Linked DNA regions of Mus musculus: regions 1, 2, 4, 5, 6 and 7 are each linked to region 3. A link is a contact called in public HiChIP or PLAC-seq and promoter capture Hi-C data. All regions are on one chromosome and are shown on one strand. The core of a region is the stretch at or near the end of the contact, and the rest is flanking DNA. Distances in the headings are between cores, read along the strand shown. Region 1 holds the start of Nckipsd (NCK interacting protein with SH3 domain). Region 2 holds the start of Trex1 (three prime repair exonuclease 1). Region 3 holds the start of Gnai2 (guanine nucleotide binding protein (G protein), alpha inhibiting 2). Region 4 holds the start of Uqcrc1 (ubiquinol-cytochrome c reductase core protein 1). Region 5 holds the start of Slc25a20 (solute carrier family 25 (mitochondrial carnitine/acylcarnitine translocase), member 20). Region 6 holds the start of Ip6k2 (inositol hexaphosphate kinase 2). Region 7 holds the start of Pcbp4 (poly(rC) binding protein 4).

Evidence for each region. Promoter capture Hi-C pulls out the DNA fragments that hold promoters and counts their contacts. HiChIP or PLAC-seq counts read pairs in DNA pulled down with a chosen protein or histone mark.
Region 1: a contact with region 3 is called in a promoter capture Hi-C map of liver, with 7 times the contacts expected there. The contact joins the promoter of Nckipsd here to the promoter of Gnai2 in region 3. A contact is called at or near these places in 2 of 39 promoter capture datasets (liver and pre-B cells).
Region 2: a contact with region 3 is called in an H3K27ac HiChIP or PLAC-seq map of thymic regulatory T cells, with 7 times the contacts expected there. The contact joins the promoter of Trex1 here to the promoter of Gnai2 in region 3. A contact is called at or near these places in 2 of 39 promoter capture datasets (liver and pre-B cells), 2 of 484 Hi-C or Micro-C datasets (B cells and CD4 T cells), 3 of 115 datasets of contacts at active chromatin or transcription factors (bone marrow-derived dendritic cells, kidney and thymic regulatory T cells) and 2 of 9 other capture datasets (adipose tissue and liver).
Region 4: a contact with region 3 is called in an H3K27ac HiChIP or PLAC-seq map of bone marrow-derived dendritic cells, with 3 times the contacts expected there. The contact joins the promoter of Uqcrc1 here to the promoter of Gnai2 in region 3. A contact is called at or near these places in 1 of 39 promoter capture datasets (embryonic stem cells), 1 of 484 Hi-C or Micro-C datasets (B cells), 1 of 115 datasets of contacts at active chromatin or transcription factors (bone marrow-derived dendritic cells) and 1 of 9 other capture datasets (liver).
Region 5: a contact with region 3 is called in an H3K4me3 HiChIP or PLAC-seq map of bone marrow-derived macrophages, with 4 times the contacts expected there. The contact joins the promoter of Slc25a20 here to the promoter of Gnai2 in region 3. A contact is called at or near these places in 1 of 39 promoter capture datasets (liver) and 1 of 115 datasets of contacts at active chromatin or transcription factors (bone marrow-derived macrophages).
Region 6: an H3K27ac HiChIP or PLAC-seq map of double positive thymocytes shows a contact between it and region 3, with 4 times the contacts expected there. The contact joins the promoter of Ip6k2 here to the promoter of Gnai2 in region 3. A contact is called at or near these places in 2 of 39 promoter capture datasets (liver and pre-B cells) and 2 of 115 datasets of contacts at active chromatin or transcription factors (bone marrow-derived dendritic cells and double positive thymocytes).
Region 7: a contact with region 3 is called in an RNA polymerase II HiChIP or PLAC-seq map of embryonic stem cells, with 7 read pairs. The contact joins the promoter of Pcbp4 here to the promoter of Gnai2 in region 3. A contact is called at or near these places in 1 of 484 Hi-C or Micro-C datasets (embryonic stem cells) and 3 of 115 datasets of contacts at active chromatin or transcription factors (embryonic stem cells and extraembryonic endoderm stem cells).

The regions. Positions count from the first base shown.
Region 1 is chr9:108,806,953-108,809,894 of GRCm38.p6, reverse strand. It overlaps Nckipsd (NCK interacting protein with SH3 domain), which reads right to left and starts at 1,515. Exons shown (of 13, transcript NM_030729.4): 1 at 1,241-1,515. The coding sequence starts at 1,411.
Region 2 is chr9:109,057,935-109,060,890 of GRCm38.p6, reverse strand. Trex1 (three prime repair exonuclease 1) reads left to right here and starts at 1,640. Exons shown (of 2, transcript NM_001012236.1): 1 at 1,640-1,702; 2 at 1,963-2,956. The coding sequence starts at 1,970. The coding sequence ends at 2,914. Atrip (ATR interacting protein) reads left to right here. Exons shown (of 13, transcript NM_172774.3): 11 at 182-262; 12 at 379-628; 13 at 983-1,144. The coding sequence ends at 1,050. Atrip-trex1 (Atrip-Trex1 readthrough) reads left to right here. Exons shown (of 14, transcript NR_153412.1): 11 at 182-262; 12 at 379-628; 13 at 983-1,702; 14 at 1,963-2,956.
Region 3 is chr9:107,633,997-107,636,811 of GRCm38.p6, reverse strand. It overlaps Gnai2 (guanine nucleotide binding protein (G protein), alpha inhibiting 2), which reads left to right and starts at 1,469. Exons shown (of 9, transcript NM_008138.5): 1 at 1,469-1,712. The coding sequence starts at 1,595.
Region 4 is chr9:108,935,348-108,938,120 of GRCm38.p6, reverse strand. It overlaps Uqcrc1 (ubiquinol-cytochrome c reductase core protein 1), which reads right to left and starts at 1,473. Exons shown (of 13, transcript NM_025407.2): 1 at 1,334-1,473; 2 at 965-1,105. The coding sequence starts at 1,402.
Region 5 is chr9:108,660,831-108,663,611 of GRCm38.p6, reverse strand. It overlaps Slc25a20 (solute carrier family 25 (mitochondrial carnitine/acylcarnitine translocase), member 20), which reads right to left and starts at 1,476. Exons shown (of 9, transcript NM_020520.5): 1 at 1,280-1,476. The coding sequence starts at 1,384.
Region 6 is chr9:108,782,447-108,785,147 of GRCm38.p6, reverse strand. It overlaps Ip6k2 (inositol hexaphosphate kinase 2), which reads right to left and starts at 1,336. Exons shown (of 6, transcript NM_001379600.1): 1 at 1,278-1,336.
Region 7 is chr9:106,452,451-106,455,150 of GRCm38.p6, reverse strand. Pcbp4 (poly(rC) binding protein 4) reads right to left here and starts at 1,313. Exons shown (of 13, transcript NM_021567.5): 1 at 1,144-1,313. Abhd14b (abhydrolase domain containing 14b) reads right to left here. Exons shown (of 4, transcript NM_029631.3): 4 at 2,233-2,700.

The DNA of each region.
Region 1 (2,942 bases), core at 266-2,765, 1.2 Mb before region 3:
CCCCACTGACCCTGGCTAGAGCAGAGGCTCCACAGGGCCTGACAAAGAGGCAGGGCTTCCTCAAAGTCTCCAAAGAGACCTGGGTGCTCAAAAAGCTGAGCTGGGTGTGACACAGTTTAGATTTTTCTCACCTGAACACCTCTAGAGGAGACTGAGAGTCTGTGAGGAGGACCCTAGAACCAAGGGTCCCTCGTCTTTAGCAAGACCAGATGACATTTCCAAATTTATCACAGTATTTCTGTCCTTAACTGGGCTGGGACAGGATGTTTCCATAGCTAGGGACTATGAGTCTGGAATAGCCCAGACTGCCCTGGGTCCCCTTCCTCCTGCAGTCAGAATAGGCTAGCTGGAGACACTGCAGCAGGACTACTCTTGAGCAAACAGGAACTGGAGCAGGCTCCACTGGAAGGGGACCAGGCCATCTTCAGAACGGGAAACCATGAAGGAGGCTCACTTCCTCACAGTGTGGACAGCTCCCATTCCAGGATGGAGCGCCCAGATTTCAGAGGAAGGAAACCAGAGAAGTCAGGAGTGGAGGCTTGGGAGAAGTGGGGGCTGTGCCAGGGAACCTTGTCTATCAGCAGGGGCCAGGGGCCTTGGTTCCTGAAGGGTTGGGGAATTGTCCTTGGGGAGAGCTTGATAGGTGGGCGGGTTCGGGATACAGAGATACTACAGGAATTGGGACTCGCATAAGGGACAGGAATGCCTGTGGCTCTGGGGTCCAAGTGTGTGGGTGGGGTGGGGACTAAGAACCTGGAGGGTGGTTGAGGAAACAGGTGGTGTATGAGGTGGCACAGTCAGTGGTGGGCACGGTGATCTTTACAGTTAAAGGTGGAGGCTACAGATTGATGGGAGATGGGCATCCTAGGGATTCAGGAAAGGGGAACGAATAGGGTTTGGAGGTCTAAGGGACTTGGATAATGAATGGACTGGAAGTCTCTGGATCCAGCTCGAGAATTCAATGCAGATGGAGGCTCTGATTATCGATGACAGAGAGTCCCTGTTCCAGAATTAAGCTTTTCACGGGCCTGCGGTTAAATGTCAAAGGCCTAGTCTCGGGTGGGTGTTGACGGCCCTTCCGGAGGGGTCTCAGTCCTTACGGCTCTTGGGACTTAAGGTCAGAGTCTCAACCTCCTTGTCTGGTAGAAGTCCCGAAGAATCTGACTGAGCTTCCTGGATCGGTTCTGCGTGCTGGTGAAGGGGTTCGGTCGAGAGGCCTGGGACGGAGGGACACACTCACCTGCAGGCGATGCAGGTAGGCAGGCGGCACGTACCCGGTCTCGCCACTGCGCGCCCGTGCTGCTAACCACCAGTGCGTGCTGCTGCGCTCCAGCACCAGGAAGGTCTCGCCTGCAGCGAACGCCATGGCGTTCGGCTCCGCGGAGCGGAACGCATACAGCGCGCGGTACATGAGGCCGGGCCGGGCCGGGCCGCGAAGCGCCGGGGCTGGGTACGCGACGAAGGTTGCGGTGCCGGGAAGCCAGGCCCTGAGTGCCGCGCCGCCCGGCGCTTGCCCCGCCCCGCCCCGTGACACGCCGCGCGTGCGCATGCGCGACCGCCGGAACCCCGCCCCAGGAGCGAGTCGGCTCCAGTATTGGAGCGCCGCGCCCCCTCGCGGCCGAGAGAGGTTTGGCGGGGCGGGGTGGGAGTCTCCAGTTCCTTCAGGCCTCAGACTCCAGTCAGCTGACTTAGGGTCCTAACTCCCTCTCCCTGGCTTTCCTCCTCCTTTCCCAGCTCAGGTGCAAGCGCTGCGTTCCTTCCCACCTCCTGATGAAGGATGCTTATAGCCAGTGCGTCCCTGGGGACGGGGATATGGTGTTTTGCTTTGAGGAATCCTGATCAGACATTTGGAAGTTCTTTCTGGGGAGGGGTCTCCCCAGCGCATCTAGGCCTCACAGTGCCTTAGTACAAAGTCCCTACTCTGTCGCTGAGGTGGTGGACAAGTGTGGAGGGCAAGGGACAAAACCAGGTTGTACTGTCCAGAATGCATCTTTGCTACCCACCACATATACACTCCCTTCATATATACTGGCTTCTTTCCTATCTTGAGTCTTGCATCTGTTCTATTTGAACACTCCCTTCTGGACCACGCCCCAACTTGTCAATGACTATCCTTTTGCCATTTTTGTTGTTACAAAAGGATTTAAGTCTATGACCTAAGGTCATATTTACTCATAACGAATCAAACTGCGTGTATACATGCATCTCCTGTTTTAAAAGGCTGTCTGTTACCAACCCTGTCCTGCCCCAACATCACAAATGGCACTGGGGAAAAAAAATGGTTAGGGCAGAAGGCTGATAGGGTAGGGACTGAACACATGAGGTTTAAAAAGCATGTTTTGAGTTCTGAATGGTGGCATGATCCCAGCATCCAGGAGGCAGAGCTGTAGAAAGCCAAGATCAAGACCAGCCTGGGCTTCATAGTAAGAATCCGTCTCAAAGAAAGAAAAAGCATCCCTGACCTTCAGTTTAATATTCAGCCTAGCCATCCACATCTTTGAAATCCTTGGCATCCCTCGGTCGTAGTGAAGAAGGCCTAAAGGATCCTTGCATACTCTCCACTAATCTAAGGAGCACAGGATATACACACCATCAGACAATGTTCCAAGGCAAGGTCTCACTGTGTAGTTTTGGCTGTTCTGGAACCATGTAGACCAGGCTGGCCTTAAATCCAATGATCCATCTGCCTTTGCCTCCCAAATGCTGGGACTTAGGGCAGGTGCCACCACACCTGGCTTTTTCCCCCTAAAGACAAGGTCACACTAGCAGCACCAACTGGCCTGAAACTAACAGCAATCCAACTCCCTCTGCCTGAGTACTTAGATGAGCCAGACTACACCTAGACTTCGCTAATCTATTTTTAGGCATGGTGGAGGTAGGCCCAGTGGGATGTGGGGAGCTGCCAGAAGGCTCAGCCAAGACAAGAACTTGATATCCAGACC
Region 2 (2,956 bases), core at 391-2,890, 1.4 Mb before region 3:
CCTGGAAGCAGTAAGCTGTTGGTGAGATTCAAGTCTGAAAGCCTGAGACTACCACTACTTGTACCCCACTTGTGCAGGCAAGCAGTTGTAGACGTAGCTAGAGCACCTTAGAAATGCCCGCCAAAGCCCTGTGACAACCGTCTGTTCTACATGGGATGGGTACTATCTCTTCTTGTTCCAGGTAGTATGGCTCTTGGCCAAGCTGAGTGTACAGAGCCCTGCCCCCGCTGGCATTGGTTCTGACTGTCACTGCAATGTAGAGGTGAGTGGCCAGAGACCAGCATCATGGATGCTCAGTTAGTTAAGAGCAATCCTGTTGATCTTGAAGTGGTGAGGTGAGTAAGTCTCTGGACCTCAGGCTGTGCCCTCTCACCCTAGGCAGTCAGAGCGCTCACTGTGATGTTGCACAGGCAATGGCTGACGGTGCGGCGGGCAGGAGGTCCAAGGACCCACCAGCAGAAGCAGACGATACGCTGTCTGCGGGACACTGTGCTGCTGCTGCATAGCCTATCTCAGAAGGACAAGCTCTTCACTGTGCACTGTGTCGAGGTCCTGCATCAGTACGACCAGGTGATGCCAGGGGTCAGCATGCTGATTCGAGCCCTTCCTGATGTGACTGACTGTGAAGGTAAGCTAGCACGACACTGTCCTAGCCTTCGTGTGCCTCTGTCAGACTCCTTTCCATGAGTCTCCCCTTGCCTCCAGAGCCATTCCTGGCACATGGGTATTACCTTCCTGCTCTGGGTCTTTGAGTATGACAGGTTCCCATTTGATGGTGTCTATTGAATTGGCCTCGCTGAGCCATGGTTTTCCACAAAGATCTGTCCGAATTGCCTTTGTGTCACTTTTGCTCACAGTCGCTGAGGGAGCAAAGCCTGTGCATAGAAGGGACTGGTTGGTTCCTGTGACGCTAGGGAGCATGGGGGCCTCCAAGCCCCCACGCTGTCGAGTTAACCTCAGACCCCTCTTCCTTTTGGCTCAGAGGCTGCCCTGGATGACCTCTGTGCTGCGGAGACTGATTTGGAAGACTCTGAGATGGACTGTAACTGAGGGCCTGAGCATCCAGCCACAAGGTGGCGCCAGCTCCCACCGCCGTCTTTGCCATATCCACTGATTAAAACTGCACTTCCTGCTGAGAACACAAGCTTTGTTTCCTGAGTCCGATTTGTGTGGCTGAGAGGGAGGGACAGGGCAGACCAAGAATTGATGAGATGACTCCTGCTGGAGTTGAGATGGCCCCCATGGTAACTGATCTGCCCTGAGGAAAAACCCTGCCCCTCTTCGGGAATTACCCTGAGTCATAGCTTTGGGCGGGGGCCGTGGTGGGGGCAGGGGTACGTTTGTGGCCAAGGAGGCAGCCCTTTTTAGGAAGGCCTGGATCAAGGACTGGGGGAAAGACAAGAAAAGGCAGAGGCTCACGGGCACATTTGAATCCTAGAGACAACCCAGTTTGAGTTGTCAGTGTTGGGGCAGTAGTCCATTTTACCAGCCAGCAGGATCACAGATATGGATCTAGGAAGGCCTTTGGGGTGCTTGGGGAGGGAGGGAGGAGCGTCAGCACGAGGGCCAGGCCTGGCAGGCTAACAGCAGGGCGGGCCCTGTTCAGGAGGCAGGCCTATGGGTGGACCCAGGCAGTTTTACTTCCTCAGCCACACTGCTGCCAGCAGCAGACCCAGCGGAGTGCCTTGCTGCCTGCTTCTCGGTAAGTGTGGAGTAAGGGTATGGGGTAAGGCAGAAGAGAATAGGGTTCCCTCACCCTGAAGGTAGTCAGCACTAGGGGAAGGGCCTCCCTCAAAAGGCAAATAAGTAGTGGATCCATCCCACTAGAACAACCCTGCCCTCCAGCTTCTAGTGGCCCTGGATAGTACCTGCTGAAGGGAAGGGCTGAGCTGCCTTTCTGCACCCCACCTCAGCCCACTTGAGACCTTCCTGCTGCTACTCATTACCCCATCTCCTCCCCAGGTTCAGCATGGGCTCACAGACCCTGCCCCATGGTCACATGCAGACCCTCATCTTCTTAGACCTGGAAGCCACTGGCCTGCCTTCGTCTCGGCCCGAAGTCACAGAGCTGTGCCTGCTGGCTGTCCACAGACGTGCTCTGGAGAACACTTCCATTTCTCAGGGACATCCACCTCCAGTGCCCAGACCGCCCCGTGTGGTGGACAAGCTCTCTCTGTGCATTGCTCCAGGGAAAGCCTGTAGCCCTGGGGCCAGTGAGATCACAGGTCTGAGCAAAGCTGAGCTGGAAGTACAGGGGCGTCAACGCTTCGATGACAACCTGGCCATCCTGCTCCGAGCCTTCCTGCAGCGCCAGCCACAGCCTTGCTGCCTTGTGGCACACAACGGTGACCGCTATGACTTTCCTCTGCTCCAGACAGAGCTTGCTAGGCTGAGCACTCCCAGTCCCCTAGATGGTACCTTCTGTGTGGACAGCATCGCTGCCCTAAAGGCCTTGGAACAAGCTAGCAGCCCCTCAGGGAATGGTTCGAGGAAAAGCTACAGCCTGGGCAGCATCTACACCCGCCTGTACTGGCAAGCACCGACAGACTCACATACTGCTGAAGGTGATGTTCTAACCCTGCTCAGCATCTGTCAGTGGAAGCCACAGGCCCTACTGCAGTGGGTGGACGAACATGCCCGGCCCTTTAGCACCGTCAAGCCCATGTACGGCACTCCGGCTACCACTGGAACAACCAACCTAAGGCCACATGCTGCCACAGCTACTACACCCCTGGCCACAGCCAATGGAAGTCCCAGCAATGGCAGGAGCAGGCGACCTAAGAGTCCTCCTCCAGAGAAGGTCCCAGAAGCCCCATCACAGGAGGGGCTGCTGGCCCCACTGAGCCTGCTGACCCTCCTGACCTTGGCAATAGCCACTCTGTATGGACTCTTCCTGGCCTCACCTGGGCAGTAAGTCAAGAGGGGAAATATGATGAATAAAGACTTCCATAGCACT
Region 3 (2,815 bases), core at 220-2,719:
TTGGAGGGTAGAAGCTGGAACACGCGCTTTGTCCAGGTAGTGCTGTTCTCACAGGAGGCTGTGTCCAACTCTTTTTTTTTTAAACATTTATTTATTATTATATGTAAGTACACTGTAGCTGTCTTCAGACACCCCAGAAGAGGGTCTCAGATCTCATTATAGATGGTTGTGAGCCACCATGTGGTTGCTGGGATTTGAACTCGGGACCTGCGGAAGAGCAGTCAATGCTCTTAACCGCTGAGCCATCCCTCCCGCCCCCCATTTATTTATTATTACATGTAAGTACACTGTAGCTGTCTTCAGACACACCAGAAGAAGGTGTCAGATCTCATTAAGGATGGTTGTGAGCCACCATGTGGGTACTGGGATTTGAACTCAGGATCTCCAGAAGAGCAGTCGGCACTCTTAACCGCTGAGTCATCTCTCCAGCCCTGTGACCAACTCTTAATGGCAGTGTCCTTCTCTGGCTTTAGTCTGGGGCCACTCAGAACACCTTGCACACTTCAATCGTCCAATCAAAGTTGGTGGGTCATAGGCCCCTCTTAAAAAGCAGATCACAAAGATTGGAAATAGCTCCACTTCCACCTTTGCACAGCCACAGGATCACAGCCACTACCCAGAAGAGACATGGAACTGAAGAAGCCTCTAGAAGCTGACAGAGGATGGAAGGAACAGATTATAGGATCATGGCAACGTTTGTTTCCTTAAGTCCAATGACAACTCTCTCTTGTCTATCTCTCCTAGAGTCCAGTCTCATTGGTCTCTGGTTGAAGCCCCGGATTGCTGCCTGCAGGAGAAAGGTTCCCAACCTATCAGGCAAAAGGACGACGTTTAGATGACAGAAGATAGTCCACTCAAAGGTGTAAAGGCGGCAGTGAACTCTTTTTGTTTTTAATGTGGTGCAACCTACACAGAAGAGGAGGGGGCGCTGCTTTAAAGAAAATCGAGGTCCAGAAAGAGATCATGTGACCCTCCGCAGAGTTTAGTAGATCTCCAAATAAGTTTATAGGCTCAGTTTTAGCAAGTGAAGAAGACACACCTCCTCCATCTTACTCTCATAATTCACAAATGCTCAGAGTCCTGGTTTCTATTTGGCCTGTGGCGAGGGCAGGTAGTCCTGACCCTTGGGCTACTAGATCAACTAGTCCTACAGTCCAGAAACAGAGCCTCAGGCTCTCAGCATCCAATCGGAGACTAGCTCCTCCTGCAGCCCGCCCAGAGGCCTAAGCCTGTGTTAGCTCTACCCTTGGTGTCTTCCCTCGTTGCGGCCCCGCTCTCAGCTTGCGCCTAAGGCTGGACTGAGCCTAACTTCTCCCTTGGCTCCGCCCTCCAACCAATCACCATCCCTAAATTTCCTTCGGCCCCTCCTCCAGACCCGCCCCGGCCCAGTCGCGGGCTTGGTTCGCCCGGGCCCCACCCCTGGCCCGCCCCGCCGTCGGTGCGCGGCGGCCGGGAAGGCGCCTCCCGCAGTCGCTCGGAACTGCGGACCTGAGAGCTTCCCGCAGAGGGCCGGCGGTGGGAGCGGAGTGGGTCGGGCGGGGCCGAGCCGGGCCGTGGGCCGTGTGGGGGCCAGGCCGGGCCGGCGGACGGCAGGATGGGCTGCACCGTGAGCGCCGAGGACAAGGCGGCAGCCGAGCGCTCTAAAATGATCGACAAGAACCTGCGGGAGGACGGCGAGAAGGCGGCGCGGGAGGTGAAGTTGCTTCTGTTAGGTGAGGCAGCGCCCCGTTCTGGGACCCTTGACTCTCTACGCTAATCCCCAGACAAGGACCTGAAACTGCTCAGCCTGGCCTTGCACCCTACACCTGCGCTTGAAACCAGTAGGAGCCACCCTTTTAAGATCCGAAACTCTGGATTGGTCTAGATTTATAATCCTAGTCCAGACTTCATTCAGACCCTCAACTCATCCCAGATCCCACACACCAAACCTTGTATGACTATCTCCCCCCCCCCTTGTTATCCAGTCTCAAGAGAACTCAGACCCTGCCGTGTATTTCCGCACTTTCTCAGGCTTTTCTTAAACCCTCAGCACCCTGCCGGCTCCCACCTTCAAGCCCCACCTGTTCTATTTCTCTTGGCACGAGCATTCCTTGGGACCCTGGTCAAGCCTCGACCCACTCCCTCTTTTCCTTACTCTGGGATCTGTATTCTCCCTCTTTGCACTCTGACCCTTCAAGAACCTCTTTAAGAGGGAAACTGACTACTCTCAAGTTCTCTGTAGCAGGATTCCCCGCAGGGCCTCTGTTCCAGGTCACCAGATCTCTCTTTCTCTCTGTGTGTGTGTGTCTCTCTCTCTCTCTCTGTCTCTCTCCCTCCCTCTCTCTGCAGGTATCAACCCCCAAATCATCTGCCCCTCTTTTAAGGCTTTTCTCACACTCTGCCGTTCCCTTGCTTCTGCGCCCTCCTGCCCCAGGTGGGCCTTGTTGATAGGAGGAGGGGCACCAGGGGCTGGGGTGGGCCTAGGCTGAGCTGGGCAGACCCTTTGCAAGAGGTTGGTCTGACTCTGAGAGTCACACTGGGAAACAGGGGCCAGGCCTCTAGCATTTGCGGGAAGTTCCATTCCCTGGGATCCAAGGCTTGTCTGGGCCAGGGCCAGGGGAGTCTGGGCAATAGGAGGGAACATGGAGGAGTTAGGGTTGTTGTCACTTCCAAGGCCAAGGAAGATGGTGGCTGCTGGGATGGGGGGGAAGTGGAAGTAGTGAACCAACCGACATATTGCTGCCCCTGTGTGCCGGCCTGGAGAGATCTGCTGACGGCTGCTGGGCTTCTCACACTCGGGGCTGGAACGCCAGGGATATGGCCTAGGATACTGAGT
Region 4 (2,773 bases), core at 224-2,723, 1.3 Mb before region 3:
AAAAAAAAAAAAAAAAGGAGAAAAAAAATTTTTATTTTTACGTATGTGTACGTGGGATGGTGAGACTGTGTAGGGTTAGGAACCGCTCTTCCACAGGACCCAGGTTCAATTCCCAGCACCCTCACGGTGGCTCACAACCACCTGTAACTCCAGTTCTGTTTTTTTTTTTTTAGATTTGTTTATTTATTTATTTATTTATTATATGTAAGTACACTGTAGCTGTCTTCAGACGCACCAGAAGAGGGCATCAGATCTCATTACGGGTGGTTGTGAGCCACCATGTGGTTGCTGGGATTTGAACTCCGGACCTTCGGAAGAGCAGTCGGGTGCTCTTACCCACTGAGCCATCTCACCAGCCCTCTGGGGGTTCTAATATCCTTTTCCAACCTCCAAGGGCATTATGTACAGACATGGTGCACATACACACATGTAAGCCACTCGTGTAGGTAAAAGTAAGACCGGCTTAGACACACTAGTCTCCACCCCTCAGAGTATTGGTGTTAGACCTAAATCACAACACTGAGGACTCCAAATTCAGATACCCATGTTTGAGTACCAAGCTCTTTACCCACTGGGCCATCTTCCCCGTCCTTCAGAGGCATTTCTTGAAGTGTATTCCTGGCTACGTCTACAAATTACATAGCCTAGGTGGTGAGTCTAACAGACCTGGATGTCTTTCTGTAAATAACCTAAAGTCTGTGAAATCTCATTCTTTTTCGTGGCAAGAGAATAATCTCTTCTCTCGGGGAGGTAGAACGAAAAGCTGGAGGAGAGAATTCGGCCCCGTCTTTGGCAAGCACCATAATGTTGGCTGCCGGGTTAAGGCAGGGTTGAAGTCAGGTACAGGGATAAGCCCCGGCAGTAAGCCAGTCTCCACCCAAAACATGTAAGACTGGAGCCCAAGGTCACATCCCAACCTGGGACAACACGGCGGGCCTCACCTAGAGGACTGGCGCACACTTACCGTGCAGGTAGCATGCGAGGACTGCTCCGAGGCCACACGCAGCCCGTTGTCCAAGATGCTGACCTGGGTCTCCGGCACGCTCTGGAGGGCCTGGGCGAAGGTTGCGGTACCCCGCAAGGCAGGTAACCTCAGCAGGGCCGGCTAAAGGGAGAAGGCGACCATTGCAAGAACTGCTCGCCAAGCCTCTGGGACCTCGGCTCTCAAACCCAAGCCAGAGCAGATAACCATCCCCGCCCTCCGCCATGACCTTCCCACGGCCCTGACCCCCGCGACCTCCCCACTCCGACCCGCCACTGCTGAGACAGCCTGCTCCTCATCTGTGTACGAAAGCCCTGGGCCCTGCAGCCCAACGTCTCACTGCCACCTCACCGAGCGGCGGGTGCGAAGTAGCACTTGCGTCCCGGAGCAGGCCGCTCGGCAGACTGCGGACGCCGCCATCTTCTAACTTCCGTCAGTGTAGAGCCGCGCTGCGCATGCGCAGAGCGGAGTCTGAGGCGCAAGCGCTGTAAGGAAGACTTGGTGCTCAGTCGCCCCCTGTTGGGCAGCAAGTACGTTAGCAAGAATTGATCGCATGTAGTCATTTGGTCCGTGTGCCTCTAGGATCTTCGGGACATTTATCAACCTGCGAGGGAGGGGCCCTTCATCTGGTCCCATCTGAGACAGGTTCTATTCATCACCTTCTTCCACCTGAGGGAGGCGGTATGCAACTGTGGGAGATGCATTGTACGCCAGCAGCAGCTCTGAAACCTGGAGGGCAGTGGCTAGGCACAATTGAGCCCAAGGGCTAAAGCACTTGCCTGTCTGTGCAAGAAGGTGTCCACTAAAGTTAGTTTAAAAGAATAAAATATGCTTAAATGGTTGACTTGAAAGACGTTTAATAATATATTGCCAAATATATAGCACTTGGGAAATGGAGACACAGAAGAATCAGGAGTTCAAGGACATCCTCCTCTCTTGTGTAAGGAGTTCAAAACTACCCTGGGTTGTGTAAGACAGTGTCTCCAAAACGTAAGAAAAAAAACGTGTGTATGAAAAGAGGAACAATGTAGAGGTAATTTGTGGAATAGGGCTCCTTGTTTGGAATAAAATAACTAAGCAAAAAAGTTTTTTCTATTTTGTGATTATTTCAAAACTTTTTGTTTACTTTTTTTCTTAATTTTTTATTATTTAAATGCATTTTATACATCAAACATATTAATAATGTTGAGTACTTTGAGAATCAAATAATCCATAAATTTTTTTCAACTTTTATATTCATATCCTTTCATACCCTAAAATATCATTAATGAATATTTAATACTATCCATAACTGAGGATCCTATATCTAATGTTGAATACTAAATTGTTTCAAAACATGCAAAATATTCTTTGGGAGTTAAGCATAGTAAAAGAGCATAAAATATTAAAAATTAATCATTAAGAAATATATTCATGAGTTCGAGGCCAGCCTGGTCTACAAAGTGAGTTCCAGGACAGCCAGGGCTACACAGAGAAACCCTGTTTCAACAAAACAAAACAATAAAAAATGAGTTACAGGGACAAAGTTTGGAGTAGAGACTAAAGGAATGACCATCCAGAGACTGCCCCACCTGGGGATCCATCCCATAAACAACCACCAAACCCAGACACGATTGCGGATGCCAACAAGAGCTTGCTGGCAGGAGCCTGATAACGCTGTCTCCTGAAAGGCTCTCCCAGTGCTTGACAAATACAGAAGTGGATGCTCACAGCCATCTATTGGATGCGAAGCACAGGGTCCCCAATGAAGGAGCTGGAGAAAGGACCCAAGGAGCTGAAGGGGTTTGCAGC
Region 5 (2,781 bases), core at 227-2,726, 1.0 Mb before region 3:
ATAAGATTAGAAATAAAGGCCAAACAAACTCCCCCTTGCTAGACAGAGCTACTTGAACCTGCCACTGTCTTAGGAGCACTAAGAATAAGAAGCACAGCCTTTGCTACTGATAGGATCTGATTTCTCACAGATGAACACTACAGAGTCTCCTCGGGATGAGCTGTCTGTGGTGAGCCTCACTTTGAACAGAGGCCGTGAGATAGCCTGCTGTCAAGCCTGCCAAGGAAGAGCCCTTGGATACTGTTCTCTTTCAGAGGAAACTGGATCTGACATCCTATCAAGCCCCCAACCGAGGTTACCACCTTTATGAGATTCACATCTTCTCTGGCTTCCAGCCCCCAGCAACACGCCATCCACACACACAAAAGACTCATGTCTTCTTCTCACAGGCTCATCCTGGCTATGACCTGTCATTTCCTTTCAGGTCTATGTCCATAAAAAAAGAAGAAGAAGAAGAAGAAGAAAAAAGAAACCTATAAGCTACGAGCTTATATGAGCTCATCTATGAGCTAAGTCATCGAATATAGATTTTAGTCTCCACAAGACCTGGCTGAGAGTACAGCAAGAGGAAGAATAAAAGGCTGAGGAGAGAAAGGTCCCCTCGATTTCCACACCTGAGCCTGGCTGGTCATTGCTTGCTATGGGGGTGACTATGCAGCTTACCCTGCAGTGAATGACTGGCTGTAAATGGCCAGGTGCCTCTTCAGGCAAAGAAAAGTGCACAAGAGATAGGCTATGGGACACACCGGCTTTACGAGACTGTGTCAAAGGACATCTCTGCCACCTTTGTCCTTAATTTGTGGGGGAGGTCAAGTCTACAGATAACCTGTTCCAATCTTTATAACAATATCAGGGTTAACCGGGCACAGACAGCAGCTTTTTCTTTCTCATCTCCAAAGAAGTGCGCAGGGCTCAAAAAAAGACTGCCATCCGAAGACCTTGAAATAGGAGCTGTAGGGCTCTTAGGGCGCGAGGTACAGCCTCTGTCTATTTCGTATTGATTCTCGAGAGGAAAAAAAAATTGTTTTGAGGTGCCAGGGAGTTGAATGCAGAGCCTCTGGCCGGGTTAGGTAAAGCAGCGCTTCCTAGTAAACTACATACCAACCCTCTGTAAACTTCCCACGGAAGGAAGCATCCATCAGCCCGGCTCCACTTCTGTTCAGAAAGGCAGCACCTCGCGGCGGTCCCTACTTTCCACGTAACCCCCCCCCCCCCCCCCACACACACACACACCGCCCCGGGGCATTCCTCCACAAGCCCCCGTCCACACTCCGCGCACCTTGACCGTGTCCAGGGGGTGCCCCACAAACACCAGGCACATGCCGCCGAAGCCGCCAGCCAGGAGGTTCTTAAACGGACTGATGGGTTTCGGCTCGTCTGCCATGCTCAGTCTTCTGTCTGTCTGTCTGTCAGCTCCGGGCAGTCTTGGTCTTGCTCCGCTGCCCGAGCGGCTCCGCCGACCTTTCACCTACATTCAGGTGGGCGGGGCCGTGGGCAGGTCGGAAAGAGGGCCCAGTCGTACTAGCCTGGCTTCCGCCCTGAAGTCTACTTCCGGCTGCCCTCCTCCTTAGTGGGCGGGGCTCTTTCCCTAATGATGTATGGGAGGGGCTTGGGAATGATTGTCAGGGACTTACTCCTCCAGGAAGTCTTCTTGGACTTGAGTTTTTTTCTTTCTCTGGTCCTCTGTGGTCCTATGCATCTGTGCACTCCCCAGAGGTCGCATACACCCTTTTGCGTGACAGCCACTTTTTTTTTTTTAGGTGCTGAAGAGTGGAGGTACCCCATAGAGGTCCCTGTCTTTGATAAGCCTTGACTAAGTTAAAAATGGCATATGTCCTATGGTAAAAATGGCTCTATAGGAAAATAAATCCGGGAAGAAGTAAAGTGTGGGAGACAAATAATTTGTAACTAATTTGTTAAACAAGAGAAGCTCTCATTAGGAAGGCAAAGGATTAAGATCTAGGGCATGGAAATGAGTCCTGTCTAAAGATACCCGGTAAAGGATGAAGGACCTTTCTGGCAGAAGATAAAGAAAATTTGAAAACTCTGAGATGTCTGTGTTGTCAAATCTGAGAAACCACAGGCCACAGGGGTGGGAATGGGGTGCGGTGGGATGGTGGAGCAGCCAGTGAGGACAGGAGAAACGGAGACTACTCATCAGGAGGAACTGTGAGGACATCAGTCTCTTCTATGACAGGTTTTAGATGGAGACTAACAATCTCAGATCGGATTTTAAAACAAACAGACAAAAATCAGGATCGCTGTAACTGCTGGTGAAAACAGCCAGAGGAAATCCAGGGGGCTGGAGAAAGTTAAAGGTCATGAGTAGAAATGTTGGCTTGGACCAGCACATAGCAGAGTTGTTAACGAGGTGCGATCCAATGGTGAATATTTTCTAAAGGAAAACCCGAAGGACCTGTTAGTGAACGGAAATTCATTCTGCTCACTACTCATGCAGAAGCTGCAGAAGCTGGCTCAGCAGCTCAGAGAACTGGCTGCTCTTACAGAGTACCTGGGTTCTGTTCCCTGCACCCTCGTAGCAGCCCAGAACTGTCTGAAACTATACTTCCATGAGACCTAATGCCCTCTTTGGGCCTCTTTGGGCACCAAGCACACATACATTCATGGAGGCAAAGACTCAAGGACACAAAATAAAAATGAGTAAATATATATTTTTTTTTTAGAAAAAGTTTTGTGAGAGAGGCTTACGGGACAATGCTAATGTTTTTGGCCTTAGCAACTAGAGAGAAGACATCATCTTTAACTGAGATTGGGGAAGAG
Region 6 (2,701 bases), core at 87-2,586, 1.1 Mb before region 3:
ACGGCAACAACTTGGTAAATAAGCATCTCCCATCTCTTAAAATGTTATCCCAGGGAAAGTGCAAATACAGCAAACATTTTAAATACTGAAAATCAACAACAATGCTGTCAACAAGGAAGGTCCTTTAAATTTTTCAAAATGTTTGTCTGCATCATATTTGCTGTTTCAAAACTGCCAGGGCTTCTTTCTTTTGGATCTTTTTATTTTCATAAATATTTATTAGTTGACAATTCCAAACATGTATACAATGTATTTTGACCATATCCATCCCCCTGGTCCCTTCTTATCCCCCTCCCACTGCCTCTGGATCCCTTCAGTACTTTTTCTTACAAATATTCGAAATTATTTTGTTCTTGCTCTATGTACATTTCTGCTAACAAAATGTTTATTTACATGCGATGACTAGCTCTATTTCCTTTCGCGTGTAAGAAGAGCCCTAGATTTCACCAGTTCCTACATTTTTCCCCATTTTCCCGCTAGTACAGCTTTCTTGATATTTGATAGAAATTAAAATCCTAAAAACGAATCAAGTCATTAGGAAGGATGCAGAAGATAGATGCAGTCTTGTTATCAAATATGAATAAAATCCCACTCGTGGTAGGAGCATCAGCATAAGAAGAAGAAAAAAGAAGACACCTTCTGATCCATTTTAAGATCTTAAAGGAGAAGAAGGGGAAAAAAAAAAAACCAATAAGGTTGGATGCGCAGATCACCCTCTCCCCCGCCTTTCCGGGATCAAAGAGGAGCTGACTGGCACAACTGACGTTCAACACCCAAAATGGCTGCACATCTGCAGGCCCAGGTAACAACAGTACCTGAGGATCCGGGCTGACCCTTCCATCCAAAGATAAAGACCCCATCCTCAAAGACCAGGGAGATCGTGGCCGGGGGACCTCTGTGAGACCAGAGATCCTGTCCTCCACCGGAAGACCCAGGGAGACCGCTTCAAAACCGGAGAAAGACACTGTCGTCGTCCCCCGCCCCCTCCCCTCCCCCGGTTCCGGGAGACCCTCCAATGCCGGGGGGAAGATTCTGCCCCGTCTCGGTGGGCAACGCTACTCTCCCCAGTAACTGCAAGGTACAATGGCCCCCCGTAAATAGGGAAGGGATGACTACACAAAAAAAGGGGGAGACCGCTTCTCAATGACAGCCATAGGACCCCCTTCACAAACCCAAGCCTCCCAGGGATCCCGGAGCCCGGCCGCTACCAGCACCGAAAACCTCTTCCCCTGAGCCCCGGGGTGACAGGGCCACGGGCCGGGCGGGGCGGGCGTTACCTGCGGCCACAGCCCAGTCCCGCGACGCTTCCGTCCTATTGTTTCTCTTCCACCAAAATGGCTGCGGCCGCGCTCAGCCCCGCCCCCCAACCTCGCTCCCAGGGCCCCTCGCTATTGGCTCGCACCCGAAGCCGCGCAAGCGGACTGGGCGGCCTGGAAGACTGTTGCTAGGGCGCCGGGATTCGCTTGGGGCGGCTTCCTGAATGGGCAAGGGGCGGGAAGAGGCGGGGCGTTGTCCTGAGTGAGGAGGGTGGCCAGTCTGTTCTGGAGTTGAAGTAACTGATGGGCTGTGTGCCAAATGGATCGATTGCAGGATGCCTAGGGTAAGGGTGGATGGACAGACAGTCCTGGTTTGCCCCGCACTGGGGAGTTTCCTAGGATACAGGAATGTCAAGGCCAGTATTCATTCTGTGATAAACTGCAAAGCTGGTCAACCTAGCAGATGGATGGACAGAACTACATGTCGCTAAGATGGATAAAGGGATAGCAGCAGGGAACAGAGAGAATGACTACAGACGATAGACAAATACATGGCTCTATAGGAGGCCAGTAAGACGGCTCAACAGGTCAAGCCGTTGCTCTGTTTCTCTCTGGCTCTTTGTCTCTGTCTCTCTCTCACTCACAAACACACACTCACACCACACACACTATAATAATTTTTAAAAAATGTTTAGACAGGTGAACAGATGAGTGGACAGACAGACAAGATAAAAGCCAATAGAAGTCTGATCAGAGGGATGTATAGGGTCCTCGGTAAATTGATAGGTCTGGAGCATAGAGCTCATCCAAGACTCCTTTGTCTGGAGCCTGTGTCATTCAGAAGGTCTCCTGCATGAGTGAACGAGTGTCAGCGCAGCCAGGAAAGGCAAGGAGCACGATGGGAACCATGGGCATGGGATGACCTCCTTCTTGGCTATTGGCCTTTCTGTAAAGGATGCCAGAGTTGTAACCCTGCATCCTGGGCATTAGCAAAGATGTAGCTCATAGGTTTTTAAAACTGAAGTATTTATTAAGCACCTACACTCTGCAGTGAGTGCAGTAAACAGATTTTTTTAATCCCTGCTTTCTAAAGGTGGACAAGAGAAACTCCTATTACCAACAGGTTCCTCTTGGAATCGCCTTCCCTTGAGGCCTTCATGGCTCTGTGTTCAGTTCTGTCTAGTTTTTCTTTTTCACATTTTTTCCTCTCTGTCTATACCCACTTACCCCGGGTCGTGGTTTTGTTTTTAAAATATTAACTAATTGAGTCCAGATCCCTCTCTGTAGCCCAGGCTGGCCTCAAAATTAAGGCAATTCTTCAGCATCAACCTTCCTCTTACTGGGATTACAGGCATGAACCGAGAGGCCCAGGTTTCAGGTTTAAATGCCAACTTCATGTTAATCGACCCCAAAAGTGTTTGCCCAGTTCAGGCTCTTCCTGGTTC
Region 7 (2,700 bases), core at 64-2,563, 1.2 Mb after region 3:
GTCTGGGGACACAGGGTGGGGCAAGCCATCCTCTCTGCAGCCTGGGCCTGCCAGGGTGTGTGGGCCGCCCGCTCCCAGCCCCCCACCCTGAGCATGCAAAGAGAACAATCCCCTTGTGTTTGGGCAGCCTGAGCCTGCGTGCTGATGAAGGCTACGGGGTGGGGGCTGGGATAGGGGTGCTTTGAAACAAGAAGGGGTTCCAGGACCTAGAAAGATAATACTCTCAAATGGAAAAAACAATAGACCCTCCCAGATGTTGGCCCTGAGGCCACCAGGGTGACCCCACTGAACACTGAACGCCAGAGATAACTCCTGACCAAAGCTTAGTGTGTTTATAGGGAAGACAGGAACCCTGGGGACACATGCCTTGTTGGTCCAGGGAGAAGGTAACGTCTTTGGCTTGGTGGGAACCCAAAGCCACACATTCTGAGAGAAGGGGTGTGAAAGGACCAAGGTACATCCCCTGGAGGACCATTCCCTTGGGTGCCGGGGTGGGGCGGGGCTCTGGGTGCCACAGGTCTCAAGATGGCGGGCCTGGTTTAGGAGTGTGAGGAGGTGGGCACCTCCCTCTCCTAGCCAGGGATGCCTGAAGGCCAGGTTTAAGTATGTGGCGGAGTCCCTTCACCTCCATCCCCAGTACCCCAGCCAAGAAGCTAGGTCAGAGCTGGAGATGAAGAGCCACAGGAAGGGGGGAGAACACTGTGCTCCCAACTATCTCCATCCACCTTGGCCTGGAGGTCTGTGTCTGGCTCCCCGAAGGACTGCAGAGAATGGGAAGGGGTGTGTGTGAGAGCCAGGAGCTGCAGAGAGTGGCAGATGAGAACAGGGACGAAGTAGAACCCGAACCCGGGACATGAGGTCCAGAACTGAGAGCTCAAAGGACAGAAACGGCAAACAGGATGAGAGCTTCAAACCTGGTACCCAAGGTCCAAGAAACCCCTCCCTGTAGTGGGGTGTTCCCCTGGAAAACCAACGCCCCCCACCTGTACAGGCCTCAGCCGCATTGGACAGAAAACGTGTTCTTCGCAGCGCCCCCCCCCCCAGGACCGCGATCGGGTGCACACTGGAGCCGATTCCCCGCCCCCCCCCAGCGAACCCCCAAACTTCAATGGCCCGCGGTGCCCCGCCCGGCCCGCGCCTTACCTCGCTGGGGCTGTTCTGCGGCGGCGGCAGCGGCTGGGCCGCTCAGTCCCACATTGTCCCCGGGAAAGGCGGCCGCTCACAACTGCGAGTGACATCAGCTGCGAACAATGAGGGGTTTGACAGGCGCGGAGCCCGGCCGGCCCGGAGCCCGGCTCCGCGCCCCCCCACCCCCACCCCCCGGCCCGCCTGGCCCGGCCCCGCCCCGCCCCCTCCCCGGATCCGATTACAGCGCGGCGGGCCCGCCCCAGCAGCCCCAGTGCCGCAGCCGCCCGCCCCGCCCCGCCCCGCCCCGCCCCGCGCGGTCCGGCGCCCCGAGCATCCGTCGTTTCCGGGAGGGAGCGATGGACCCTTCCCATGCGGCTCACCAGGGGCCCCGGATCCTCCCTGTATGGCTCTCTCCCGGCCTGTCCTTCCCGCCCAGCGCTTCTGCGGAGCTCCCCGCAGCCTTCATCTCAGTCCTGGCCGCGCCTCCCGGCTTCTGTCCCACAGCCCTCTGCCCTGCCCCGGCTCTTGCTTCTTCACCATCCTTCACTCCGGGGTCCAGCCCACCTAGACCCGCTACCTCCGGCGTCCGCACTGTCCGACCCTGGTCCTGGTCCTCCCAGGAGAGGCTACCCGACCAGCTGGAGGAGGGGCATGAGAGCCGTTTGGCCCTTAAACAACCTGTCCCGTGATCCTTCCAATCTCCTGCCAAATTCCTTTTGGAGCTAGGGTCAGAGTGCCATTAACTCCTTTACTAGGAAAGGGATAGGTTGTGTGTGTGTGTGTATATGTGTGTGGGTGGGTGTGTGGGGGGGGGGGGGAATTGAGCCTGCCCTTCCCCCATCTCAGAGCAGATATTCTCCCCCTTTCAGTAATCGGCTCATATAGGTCCCACTGACCTACACCTCCCCCCTCAGCTGAGTCTCTTGGCACCTGGATGTATGTGGGTGGGGAGGGGAATCCAATCTCCCTTTCCCTCCATCTGGCCTAGTGGACAAAGGGCAGGGGGACCATTTGGTCCCGCCAGGGTGGGGGAGGAGCCCACAGTGGCAGTCCCAAGGGGAAGGGGGAGGGGCGGCGCTCCGGAGACAGCAAAAGCATGTGAGGTCTAATTGTATCACTTTATTTCAGGGACCTCCGAAGTCGGTCTCCTCTCCTTATCCCACTCCCAAACCTCAGGGCAGGAAATGGGCTTGGCTGAGAAGATCCGTGCTTGATTACCTGGGGAGGTATGCAGCCCCTAAGGGAGATTTGAAGAGCACCTCCCCTTCTGAGGAGGCCATTCTGGTCTGGGACCAGTTGCAACGGGTAGGTAAGAGAAATCTAGCGGTGGCCACATTTTTATCCTGGCAAGTGGATCTCTGTTTACAAAGATTCCCTCCATCCTTCAGGAAACTGCACATGTACCTGTGCAAACTACACAAGAATGTGGGACCCCTGTGCTGCTCCCAAGGGAAAGGTTCTGTCTGGGTGTGGGATGGATCTAAACAAGCAATACCCATATGCTGTCTGTGGTCTAAGGGGGGTGGGCGGCAGAAGGAATGGCTGTCCTGTGGAGCGGCTGAAGAGAGAGAT